Regions from separate parts of the Mus musculus genome. Here region 2 is linked to region 1. A link is a contact called in public HiChIP or PLAC-seq data. All regions are on one chromosome and are shown on one strand. Each heading gives the region's core, a stretch centred on a gene start, on an enhancer-like site or on the middle of the called end of the contact. The rest is flanking DNA. Distances are from core to core; before and after follow the strand shown. Region 1 overlaps Pibf1 (progesterone immunomodulatory binding factor 1). Region 2 overlaps Gm41230 (predicted gene, 41230).

Region 1 (5,645 bases), core at 1,702-4,201:
GGTAATTTGTTTTAGAAGGTTAAGCTGAAAAATGTGCCTTTCCTGGGCTGAGAACACTGGGTGGTTTTGATACCAGTGGCAGCTTCAAACAGGCAATCAGCCGAGCGCTTATGCATTACAACCAGAACCTGAACACTCATTGCAGCTCGAATGTTCTCTTCCTATAGTAAAACCAAAGTAGTAGACTCCATTGGAACATTAGAATATAACTTAACAAAGGTTAAACAACTATCCAACAAAAAATGATAAATGTCTCCGAAAAATCTGATTCTACTTTAGTTAACGGAGCTTCTCTAAAACCAAATGATAATCCTCAGCATCAATTTATCTTCATGGTGTTTAACTAGGGAAAGAATTTGCCTTCAGTCATTATGTCCTTAAAATAGTCTTGATGCCTTTAATTTGCTAAGTGGAACTGGGAAGCGCTACATCAGCACAGCAGCTACACAAGCCGGTCTAACTGAGGGGCGGGGCGGATGAGGCCAGAGCTCAGCCTGCAGTTTCAGGGAACGCCCACTTAACCTGTTCTGCTCACGCAACCTGCTGCATTCTTCTCTGTCGACTCAGACCTCTCATCTCGTCCTCTTAATCTGTACACTTACTTGAACCAAGCCGGTACTGTCCACATCTCAACACCTTTGTGTTTGCTGTTCTACTTCAGCAAAGCAACCTGAAGAGATCAAGTCTACTCTGCAGTGGAATCAGAATGCTTACCTGTCCTCACAGCAGTGGAATCAGAATGCTTACCTGTCCTCACAGCAGTGGAATCAGAATGCCTACCTGTCCTCACAGCAGTGGAATCAGAATGCCTACCTGTCCTCACAGCAGTGGAATCAGAATGCTTACCTGTCCTCACAGCAGTGGAATCAGAATGCTTACCTGTCCTCACAGCTATCTGGGCCTGGAACCTGGCTGCATTTGTCCTTATGATATACTTATAATCAGCTCTTTAGTTTTCATAAGCGCCACCTATCCATTACACACTACTTTAAAACAATAACAAAAAGTCAAAGAAAGGCTGTTTAACAGAAATGTAAGAGCTAGAAGAACAAAGGGAAAGAGAAGCGAAAATACAGTATTATGCAGAAGGTTGCCAGGAAGTTAAACGGCAGGAATCTTGATCTTAAGTTGGGCCTATGGGGAGAGCCCAGACAATAGTGTTTGCCCTGCAAAGCATGACGACCCAAGTGCCATCCCTAGAACCCATGTAACAGAGCAGGGTGGGGTGGCCTATGCTGGAAATCCCAGCACTGGAGAGGCCAACAAAGGCAGATCTTTGAGGCTCCCTGGTCAGGCAACCTAGCACGCTAGCTAAAAAACCGTGTGTCAACGGAACAGAACAAACCCCATAGATAGCACCAGAAGAACAACTCTTGAATTTGTCCCTTAACCTCTTTTACCTGCCTACAATTGTGCACACAGCATACCCAGCACAAATTAAGAAAAGGAAAAAAAATCTTGCAATAAGGTCATAATTCCTAGGAACATTTACTGAGACCTTTCCCTGTTTTGCTTTACCTTTCACCTCTCCAGCTCTTTGAGAGAGGAGCTTTTCTAGGTTTGGCTGGCCCTGGAACTCACCGTGTAGGAAAACGGGATCCTCCTCTTCTGTCTCCCTAGTGCTGAGATTACACAGGGCCACTGTACCAGGAAGCATGGGCTTTGTCGTCTACCTCCCAACCTTCCCTTCCGTACGGAATGGAAGTGAATACTGACTTGAGGACCCTGCTAATGAACCTCGTTCTCCCTATTATGAATCTTTTATTTAATCTCAGTTTTTCAAACAAATGACAAATAGCAGAAATAACTGGTTTTTAAACGTTGTCTACAAAATATTCATGGCTTATACTACATTAAAACTGGACATGGATTTGAAGCACAATGACCTAATCTCATTTTGTAGACAAGCAGTATACAACAAAGTACCCAAAATATATTTTATTCAGTGGTAATAGTCATGCAATCACCAGAACCAGGAAATGACCACACAGTAGGACCTTTCCCAGCTGGTCTTGTTTGGAAGCAGGCCATAAGATAGCTGAGATAGAGCATCTGTCTGTACACAGCAGGACAACTGAGTATAAAGAAAGGGCTGGAGCGAGCTACTGAGCCCAGGCAGGCTGGCAAAGCTAAGCACAGTGGCAGCATGAGGCAGGCAGTCTCAGGGCAGAGGGTGGCCTTCCAGGGCTTCATGGATGGGCCAGCAGAAAGAATCCTGTGCCTCACAGTCTTGGCGAGGGCTGGGAAATCCTGACTAGGGATTTTAGTTCTAATGCTACAAGCAATTGGGGTCAAAGCCTTCTGAAAACCATTCTGTTCTTGAAGGCTGTGCTTCAACATGCCAGTGTCCCTGGGTCTCCAGCCTTCAGTGGATTTACTGTAGGAAATGGGCTGATGAGGGCAGATGCTAACCTGTCTAATACAATGAGAGTCAGCTCTCATTCACAGGATGACTGCTGCTTGTATTTCCATTATTGGCCTTCTTCACAGCACAAGCAATTTACCAAATTTCTCTTGAACTCTGTAAGTAACTAAATCAATTCTTAGGATAAAAACTTGAAACATTACAGACATCTTTACCACTACTTTCAAATCCATTTCTCCTTGTAGAAACCATCAGTTACCAGCTTTCTTTGTAACTTTCTAACCACTCCCTCCTCCCCAAACATGCATGTGTCACGTATAGGACGGACTCCAGTCTCCTTTGTTAAACAGATGGCATCATACTGCATTACTCTTCTTTATCTACAACCCCCTTTCCAGTTTATGTGCCTTGGACTACTTTATGTCTGAAGCTCATTCCTTTTACATTAGTTTACAATGTGAATACAGTCATGATTCATTTCATCTCATTTGCTAATTCTAAGCTGAGAAACATTTACAGAGTGCTGTTGACAGACATGCTGTGGATGTTTGCACTGCTCCAGAGAACACTGCAGTAACTGCCTGCTAAGCACAAGTCAATGCTCCAATCCTCAAGTAGCTCTGCCGGGTCACAGAGATGTTGGTACACTAGCTGGGTGTGGTGGCACACACCTTTAATCCTAGCACTTAGAAGGCAGAATAGGCATATCTCTGAGTCAAGGCCAGCCTTGCCTACACAGTTCCAGGACATACAGGGCGACATGGAGAAACCCTGTCTCAAAAAGAAACAAACAACGCCCCCCAAACAAACAAAAGAACCCTTTGGTATACTGTACAACTTAACTTAATAGCTATATCAACTTAAAATGCTACTAGAAGCATATAAATTATAGCTTCCCCATATCTTCACAAATATTTTCATATAAAATGTACCTATAAAATACTTGCTATGTATATTTTATGAATTAAACCTTCAAATAGTGCCTGCCAGCTTTCCCTTTGATGTAAATTACAAAAGTATTTTTATGTGTTGAAGACATCTACTTAGTAGTGGAGGACTTGCCTAGTGTTCACTCAGTCCTCAGGAAAACACACGCAGGCATGCATATATGCATGCATGCACACCCCGCACAGCAAAACAAAACCTTCCACAGTGAGTCCTTTTCCCAGTGGTATTTTCATCTGTGTTATGATTTTCGCCTGTATTAGAAGAAGATCCTCTACATCAGACCTTTAGCCCCCCACCCCCCATTTCTCGCCTAGTTCCCTCTTACCAAACAGCCCTGGTTTATTTGCCTAAAATGATGAGCTTCCTTCTGAATCATCTCAACATTCCCCAAACCAAAATACATGTCTTAAGAAACCAGGCTGCTCCATGGACCCCACCAAGCAGCGTCGGCACAGATTAAAGCTTGTGAGCCACTAATGCTCTAACTTTAGTAGAGAATATCCTCATTTGTTTCCTCATGCTCTGAGATACTTCTTTTCAAAGGAGAAGACCGATTCATATCTTCACACACAGTAAGATACTAGGCGTGGAGGTCACTATCCTCACAACAACTTAAGTTATGAGAAAGAGGAACATATCCTAAAATATAATAGGATTGTAAAAGGATATCTTGGTAAAGGAGGGCAGAAGGAAAATTTACCTCATACGGCTTGATTTAGAGGTAATTTTATAAAAAGCAACTCAATTTTTGATAAGGCAAATTTTAAAAATAGATATTAAGTATTTTTATTTAAATGATCTGTTTTGACTTTATATATAGCCAGCCCTGGTGGTATACACCTATAATCACAGCATTTGGCAGGTAGAGGCAGGGAGGTCAGGAGTTTAGGGTTATCCTTAGTTACATAGTGAGTTCAAGGCTAGCCTGAGGTATTTGAAATACTGTCTCAAAAAACTCAAACTAAGACTAAAAAATAATTACTGTTTATAGGGATTCACTTCATGCTGATGTTAAAATAGAAAACACTATGTGATATTGTACTTTCCTCTAAACCTACCTAGAAAGCAGGTCAAGCATTTTATTGAGAATTGCAGGAGCAATGACAGGAGCTTAAGCACAAACACAAAGCTCTGGTCACATAGGTCTTCCCTGCTGCACTATGGAATTTTCCAACTGAAAAGCAATCAGGTAAGAAAAACTCCCGTCAACGTGGCAACAATGACTGCTACAGGGTACAAGAAAAGCATTTGAAAGGCGGTTGCATATTTGTGCAAATGTTTCTGTCATTTACATTTCTTCAACCAGTTAGCTTCCCAGCTGTAATACTACATCTGTCATTTTTGGCTTACAAACTAATTCTTAAATGAATGTGAGAGATGGTTTTTGCCGAGTTAAAAAACGCTGAGTATGTTTAACAACTGTACCATGGACTTATGAGAATTTCAAGCACGCATTTAGAGTAATTCGATGCATCTATCATATCATGATCAAATAAAATTGTAAGGGCATTAATAAAATAAACACTATGTAGTAATATTGGTAATAACTTAGTAAAGTTGAGGCAAAGAAAAAGAGGTTTTCCGGGTATGTGAAGATAAAAGTACTTAACTGAAAGAAATACAAGAAAGGAATGCTGTTTTAAAATAAACCAGAGCATGAAGGACAAAACTTTTAAGGTAAAACATTTATAACAGTATTTGAATGGTGTGCTGCTGTCTAGTCTGTCTTTTTGGGAAACATGACAACACTGACCATTTCAGCCTGAACGCTCCTTTGAGCCAAGAGCATTTACTGTATCTGTGCCTCACACTCAGCTACATCCCACAGTCCTTTCACTGTGTGTTTAGACCGGGCTACACCAACAGAGGGACTGATCTAAAACCACCACTAGACTTGCTGGTATCCCAGCTGCCCCAGGTACTCAGGAGGCAGGAGGACTACAGGTCTGAAGTCAGCATGGACAACTTAGTGAGTGAGACTTAGCAAAGGGAAACAAAACACAACGGGTGGGGGGTATAGCTTGGTGCTTTCTTGCTGACCAAATAAACACTGTGTCTTAGGTTCAGTCCTTAGTACTCCCCCATCAAAAGAAAAAGAAAACAGAAGCATGCTAAAGGCTGCTTTTATGATGAAGCACTATCAATGGCAGGGTGGAGGGAAATCCTAGTTCAAGGTGTGGAAAAACTTAAGAGCGACTAAAGGAGTCACGATGACTTCTGGAGAAAAGACATGCCCTATAAATCTTAATTAGGCAAGAAATGGCCCGGAAGTGCAGGAGAACTGGTTAATTCCTCACTGGGGATTTAGAAATGAGAGTCCTAGGGTTTGGTA
Region 2 (5,645 bases), core at 1,354-3,853, 350 kb before region 1:
TTGCACTCTTGCACTCTTGCTCCTGAAGATGTAAGCAATAAAGCTTTGCCGCAGAAGATTCCGGTTTGTTGCGTCTTTCCTGGCCGGTCGCGAGAAAGCGTGTAAGATGTTATAAAGAAGAAGATGTTATAAATTTAAGAGGGGACATGGGAGGAGTTGGGAAAAGTGAGGGGCAGGATGACATAGATGCTCACGAATGAAATTTTCAAAAGAAAACAAAACAAAACAGATAGAGTCATTCATAAACACACAGATCTGTTTCATTTTCACAGTAAATAGACGTCAATTAAGGAGTATCAGCACTTGAAAGGGACGAACCCCTGAAGAGAAACAAACTGGTCAAATCACGAAAAGAATCTGGATTTGTGCCATTTACAGTTGGTTCAGAATTATGATTGAAGGATGAGTATTAAGGGAATGCAAAGTATATATAAGCCACCGTCCGTAGGTCAATAAGGTAGGTTTTGTTTTGTTTTCAGTATATAGTTAACTGTTCCTTTTTTATTTTATTCTCTCTCTCTCTGCTGTGTGTGTGTGTGTGTGTGTGTGTGTGTGTGTGTGTGTGTGTGTGTGTGTGTGATGAGTTTGTGTTTCCCTGGAGGCAAAAAGAGGGTGCTGTATCCCTTAGAACTAGAGCTACAGGCAGTAATCTACCTTGCCTGGGACCTGGAAACTGAATGTAGTCACCCTAGAAGAGCAGCCAGTGCTTTTAATCACTGAGCCATCATCTCTCCAGCCCCAGTGGATTGTTTCCTATTTAGGCACAGGAAGAGAAAGTTGAAAATGTGAGAATCATTTTGAATGTACATTCTTTATTCTTATCACAGTACTAACAAAACACCAGTGCTGTTGAGTAGTGATAGTAGCATACATGACGATGTGGGTTTGGTTTGCTGAGTGGCAATAGAACAAAGACAAACAAAAAAAGAACCAGAATAAATTCTAAAAAGAAAAAAAAGGAAGAAAGAAAAGAAAATATACTCTTAAAATATCAAAAATAACTGTCTGAAAAGGAAGATTGATAGAATGACTGAAAGGTAGAATGAATATAAGCCTCTTGTGGGGGCCACCAGGAAGAGCAACTGAAACAATGAATGTAAGTGATTTTGAAAACTGAAGCAAAGTTTGTACACTGAAGAGTCCACAGGGGCCAAGAGACAATGCAGACATATGAATCAGGGTCAGTATAACAATAAGGACTGTGGAGTTTAAAGCTGGCTTAATACTAATGGGAAGAAGATAAGCCACATCTGCTTAGGATCAATAGACCAACTCCCTAAGTCATAGGAAGCCATCTTCTCTCTCTGTCCTCACATGGCAAAGAGGCAAGAAAAACTTGAGGTCTTTATCAGGACATTGCTACCTTGCATGGAGGCTCAGCACTGCTGGCCTAGTTAGCTCCCAGAGGCTCAGCCGCCTCCCGCCTCGTCAGGGATAAAGTTTCCAAATGGAAACTTGGGATACGAGACACAAACCCTGGATTCTAGCATCTATTCTTTTCTTCTCCAAGACCATTCTTTATCTCCCATGTGACTTTTCTCTCAAATCCACGGTTGCATTCTTTACTTGTGGCAATAACTTCTGTATAAGAGTCAAGCTGTATTCAACTCAGTTATAGACTGAGTTTATCAGTGAACACCTCACCTATCAGCTGCTCACCAAGAATGAATGGGGGTACGGTGGCACATATCTGCAATCCTAGAGTGGCCGGTCCTTAGGTGCAGCGCAAGCCTTAGGTGGCAGAGACAAGAGCATCATGAGTTCTCTGTGTAGACAGCCTGGGCTACATAGATGGACTCTGGTCTTTGGGGGATGTGGAGACAGGCAGCACTTTGGCCAAGCAGTCAATGAACACTGACCAGAAGTGCAGGACTTATTGCTACAAAGCAAAACACGGTATGAACCGGAAGTGTCCCAATTCTCACCCATTCCCCCTCCAACCTCTTAACCCATGCACTTGGGAATCACAGGATAAAGGTGGATCAGAGCAAAATAGAGAGTTTTCTGCCAACAGACTATGGAGACCATATTGGTATTCCAAACCAATAGATAAGTTTAACTATTTGGGAAGTTTCCCCTAATATTAGCCTGAGTCCATCCTTTGGTCTGCCTTCCTTCCTTTCTTTCTCTCTCTCTCTCTCTCTCTCTCTCTCTCTCTCTCTCTCTCTCTCTCTCTCTCTCTCTCTCTCTCTCTCTCTCTCTCTCTCTTTCTCTCTCTCTCCCTCCCTCTCTCTCTCTCACTTTCTTTCTTTCTTTCTTTCTTTCTTTCTTTCTTTCTTTTTCTTTCTGGTTTTTCGAGACAGGGTTTCTCTGTGTAGCCCTGGCTCTCCTGGAACTCATTCTATAGACCAAGCTGGCCTCAGACTCAGAAATCTGCCTGCCTCTGCCTCTCAAGTGCTGGGATTAAAGGCATGTGCCACCACTGCCCGGCTTCTTTGGTCATTCTTTTGGGATTTGGACATACCGTATATTCTATAAATACAACTAAGTAACTCTTGGAGCCACCAGTGACACTCAGATTGCCTTGCTTGGCCACACACTTTATAAGATAAATAAGTACACCGGGTGGCTTAGTCATGGACCACACTCTCTACCCTAGCCTGGGCTCCTCTGCTCTGAGCGCTATGTTGCCTCTGATTCATGAGCTCCTGCTGTGTCTTGGCTTCTGTGGACTTTTCCATTTGCAATCTCAGCTTCAGACTTTTCAAACTTCAGAGCCCTTTCACTCACACACACACACACACATATACACACACATACCACGTCTCAGTGGACCCCACCAGAGAGTAATATAAGCTATTATCACTCTCCTTTCAGACCAGGAAGTGTGGGTTTAGAGGGGTTAAAGCGTTCTCTGAAAGTTACCACATAATTAGAACATGGTGGGTCCAGAATCAATTATCGTTTTTACCATAAAACATGGCCTTTCTTTTAAAAATGCAGAATAAATGTATCCCAAACACCTCTCTCTCCAGTGCTTTCTGTCTTCATACACAGTTTTCAGAATATTAAAAGGCATAATACAGGGTGGAGTAATTGTAAGAGAGAAAGAACATTGTTATGATTGTTGGCTTAATGTCTTCGATGAAGCCAAATCACACACTGTGGATAATTTGTGGCAATGTCCTAGGCAAACACATTATGCGAACTATAAAAATGATGTATTGATATCTTAATTACTCAGGCATGTGTTCTCTGTGGACAGATTCCCAGTCCTAGCCAGCTACCTTCGCTTATCTTTAATTGTAAAGTGCAGTTGTCTCCACTTAGAGAAAGGCAGAAACAGAAGAGAAGACAGAGGCAGGGATCCCAAAGTCAATGAAAAGCCCCTGGAAACACTGAAGAATTGGTTTGTCACTGAGAGGCCACCCTGAGTACTTCAGCTTCGTGGACGCAGGATCACATCAAATGGCTGTTATCCTCACTCACTGACAACAAAACTGGTCCTTTTGTGGGTGATGACTTAACTTTTAAAATCAAAGCTCATTCAACAGCCTGTAAAATTTTCTTTTTAATGAAATATGAGTACTTTGAAAAGCTATGCTCCAAAACATTGGCATACCAAGGTCAGGTGCGGGGAACCCTTTGAATATATGTACCCGAAAGATGTGAGTCATTTGTCGCTGCTTAGAAAGACTGGTCCCCACACATAACACAAGCCAAACTAGCTTTATATTCCTCTAGATATTGCAACCCCTGGTTACTTACTCCAAAGTTAGACCACACCAGCCAATGGCCCCTCTCACCTTGTAAAGGATGGGTAATGCCTTGACTCTAGATGCCATGCGCAGCACCTCCTATTCGAGTTATCAGTGGAAATTCAGACATTTTAGACCATAAAGTGATAGGAATTTAGTCTTCAGACCAGTGTTTACGTGTCACCCCAAGCAAGGTTCATGGGGAAAAGTGAGATACTATAATCTGTTGAATTTAAAAAATGTATAAATTGGGGATAGAGTCATTGCTTGGAGATTAAGACCGTGCACTGCTCTTAAGGAGGATTGAGTTTGATTCCCAGATCCCACATGATGCCTCACAACCATTTGTAACTCCACCCGATGTCTCTTCTGGTTTCTACGGGCTCCTGTAATGATTGGTACTCATGAACTCGTGCAGTCATGCACGCATGCGTGCGCGTGTACACACACACACACACACACACACACGAAAATAAATAAATAAAACTCTTAAAATATAAAAATATTTAAAATTGAAGGATAGAAAATACTTGGCCTTGAGGGGCTTTTACAGTGCCATTTTTAAAATATATTTTTTTTCGGAGTTTTATTTTAAGTGCTTGAGTGTTTGTTTGCATGTTTAGCTGTGCACCACAAGTGTGCGATGCCCACAGAAGCCAGAAGAGGGTATCAGAACCCTTAGGACTATAGTTATAAATGGCTGTGAGCCTCCTGGCATTTGGGAGCTGGGAGCTGAATCTGTGTCCTCTGGAAAAGCAGCCAGTGCTCTTAACCACTGAGTCATCTCTCAGTCCCCTACAATGCCATTTTGATGAAAGAGATGATGCGTCATAAAAACATACTGGGTAAAATACAAACAAAAAATGCATTTTTATTTAGAAAAATCTGCAAACTCTCCTGGAAAGTCAAGCATATGAATATCTCTTTCTTAATGGGTTATAATTCACTGCTAAGTCACTTAGGGTCAAACTTTTCCTATTTCCATAACAAATATGTAGAAAGGGAAAAGGGACAAAGAGACAGAGAGACAGACATCGGACTTTGACCACGTAGTCAGTTTCGATATAGTACCAAGACATGGGGGGTAAGCTTTTAAAAAGTAGAGCAGTCACACTTTGAATCAGCACTGTAAATAAATAACAATGCATCCAAATTTCTAACCACCAAATGATCCTATTTAAACATGCTAGACCAGCAAGATAGCACAGTGGATAAGGGTGACTAAGGCTCACAATCTGACTTTAATCCTTGGGTCCCACATGGTGGAAAGAGGAACCAAGTTTCTGGAAGACGTCCTTGGACCTGTACATACACGTGTGCCCACACATACACATGCATGCATAAAACAGATCAAAATATAAATGAAAATAAACATCTCTGTAATCAAAGTTGTATATAAAAGCTGTATTTAAACATGGTATCACTTATTGTGTTTTTGGGGGTAGGGAGGTGTGTGTGTGTGTGTGTGTGTGTGTGTCTGTGCATGTATGTATGTGTATAGCTTTTGTATGTGGAGAGCAGTGATCTCCCATTCTCATACATATAAAAGCTAGAGGTCTCTTTTCTTCTGTATCTTTGAGGTAGGATCTCTCACTGAACCTGCAGCTCACAGGCTAGCCTGTCTAGCTGGCCACTTGCCTCTGGGATCCTTGCTCCTGCTCTGGGTTGGGTTACAGACATGTGTCACCACACCCACTTTTTTATTTGGATGATGGGGATCCAAATTCAGGTCTTTGTGCTTGAGCAGTAAGCAGTTTACCCACAGTTCCTCTCCAGCCCCTGAATTTCTCTTTGAAAAAAAAAACATTTATTAAAATGTGATTAATTAAACAACATGTAAAACAGACTAATAACTGAACAGAGCTTTGACTTTCCTGATTAAAATCCTTACACTTAATGAAGAGGAAAAATTGGTGTCTGAAACCTTGCATCTATGTTCCCTGAATG

Evidence for each region. HiChIP or PLAC-seq counts read pairs in DNA pulled down with a chosen protein or histone mark.
Region 2: a contact with region 1 is called in a FOXA1 HiChIP or PLAC-seq map of pancreatic cancer cells. The contact joins two enhancer-like sites. A contact is called at or near these places in 1 of 484 Hi-C or Micro-C datasets (cerebral cortex) and 4 of 115 datasets of contacts at active chromatin or transcription factors (embryonic stem cells and pancreatic cancer cells).

The regions. Positions count from the first base shown.
Region 1 is chr14:99,171,642-99,177,286 of GRCm38.p6, reverse strand. The region is part of intron 10 of Pibf1 (progesterone immunomodulatory binding factor 1); the gene reads right to left. Among named protein-coding and RNA genes, the nearest start is that of Dis3, 75 kb to the right of the region's middle. Within about 2 kb of position 2,951, at least 32 of the 459 cell types and tissues checked have an H3K27ac peak or open chromatin away from gene starts, as enhancers often do. A contact at or near this core is called in pancreatic cancer cells, where this site is marked.
Region 2 is chr14:99,526,094-99,531,738 of GRCm38.p6, reverse strand. The region is part of intron 1 of Gm41230 (predicted gene, 41230); the gene reads right to left. Among named protein-coding and RNA genes, the nearest start is that of Gm41230, 7.1 kb to the right of the region's middle. Within about 2 kb of position 2,603, at least 8 of the 459 cell types and tissues checked have an H3K27ac peak or open chromatin away from gene starts, as enhancers often do. A contact at or near this core is called in pancreatic cancer cells, where this site is marked.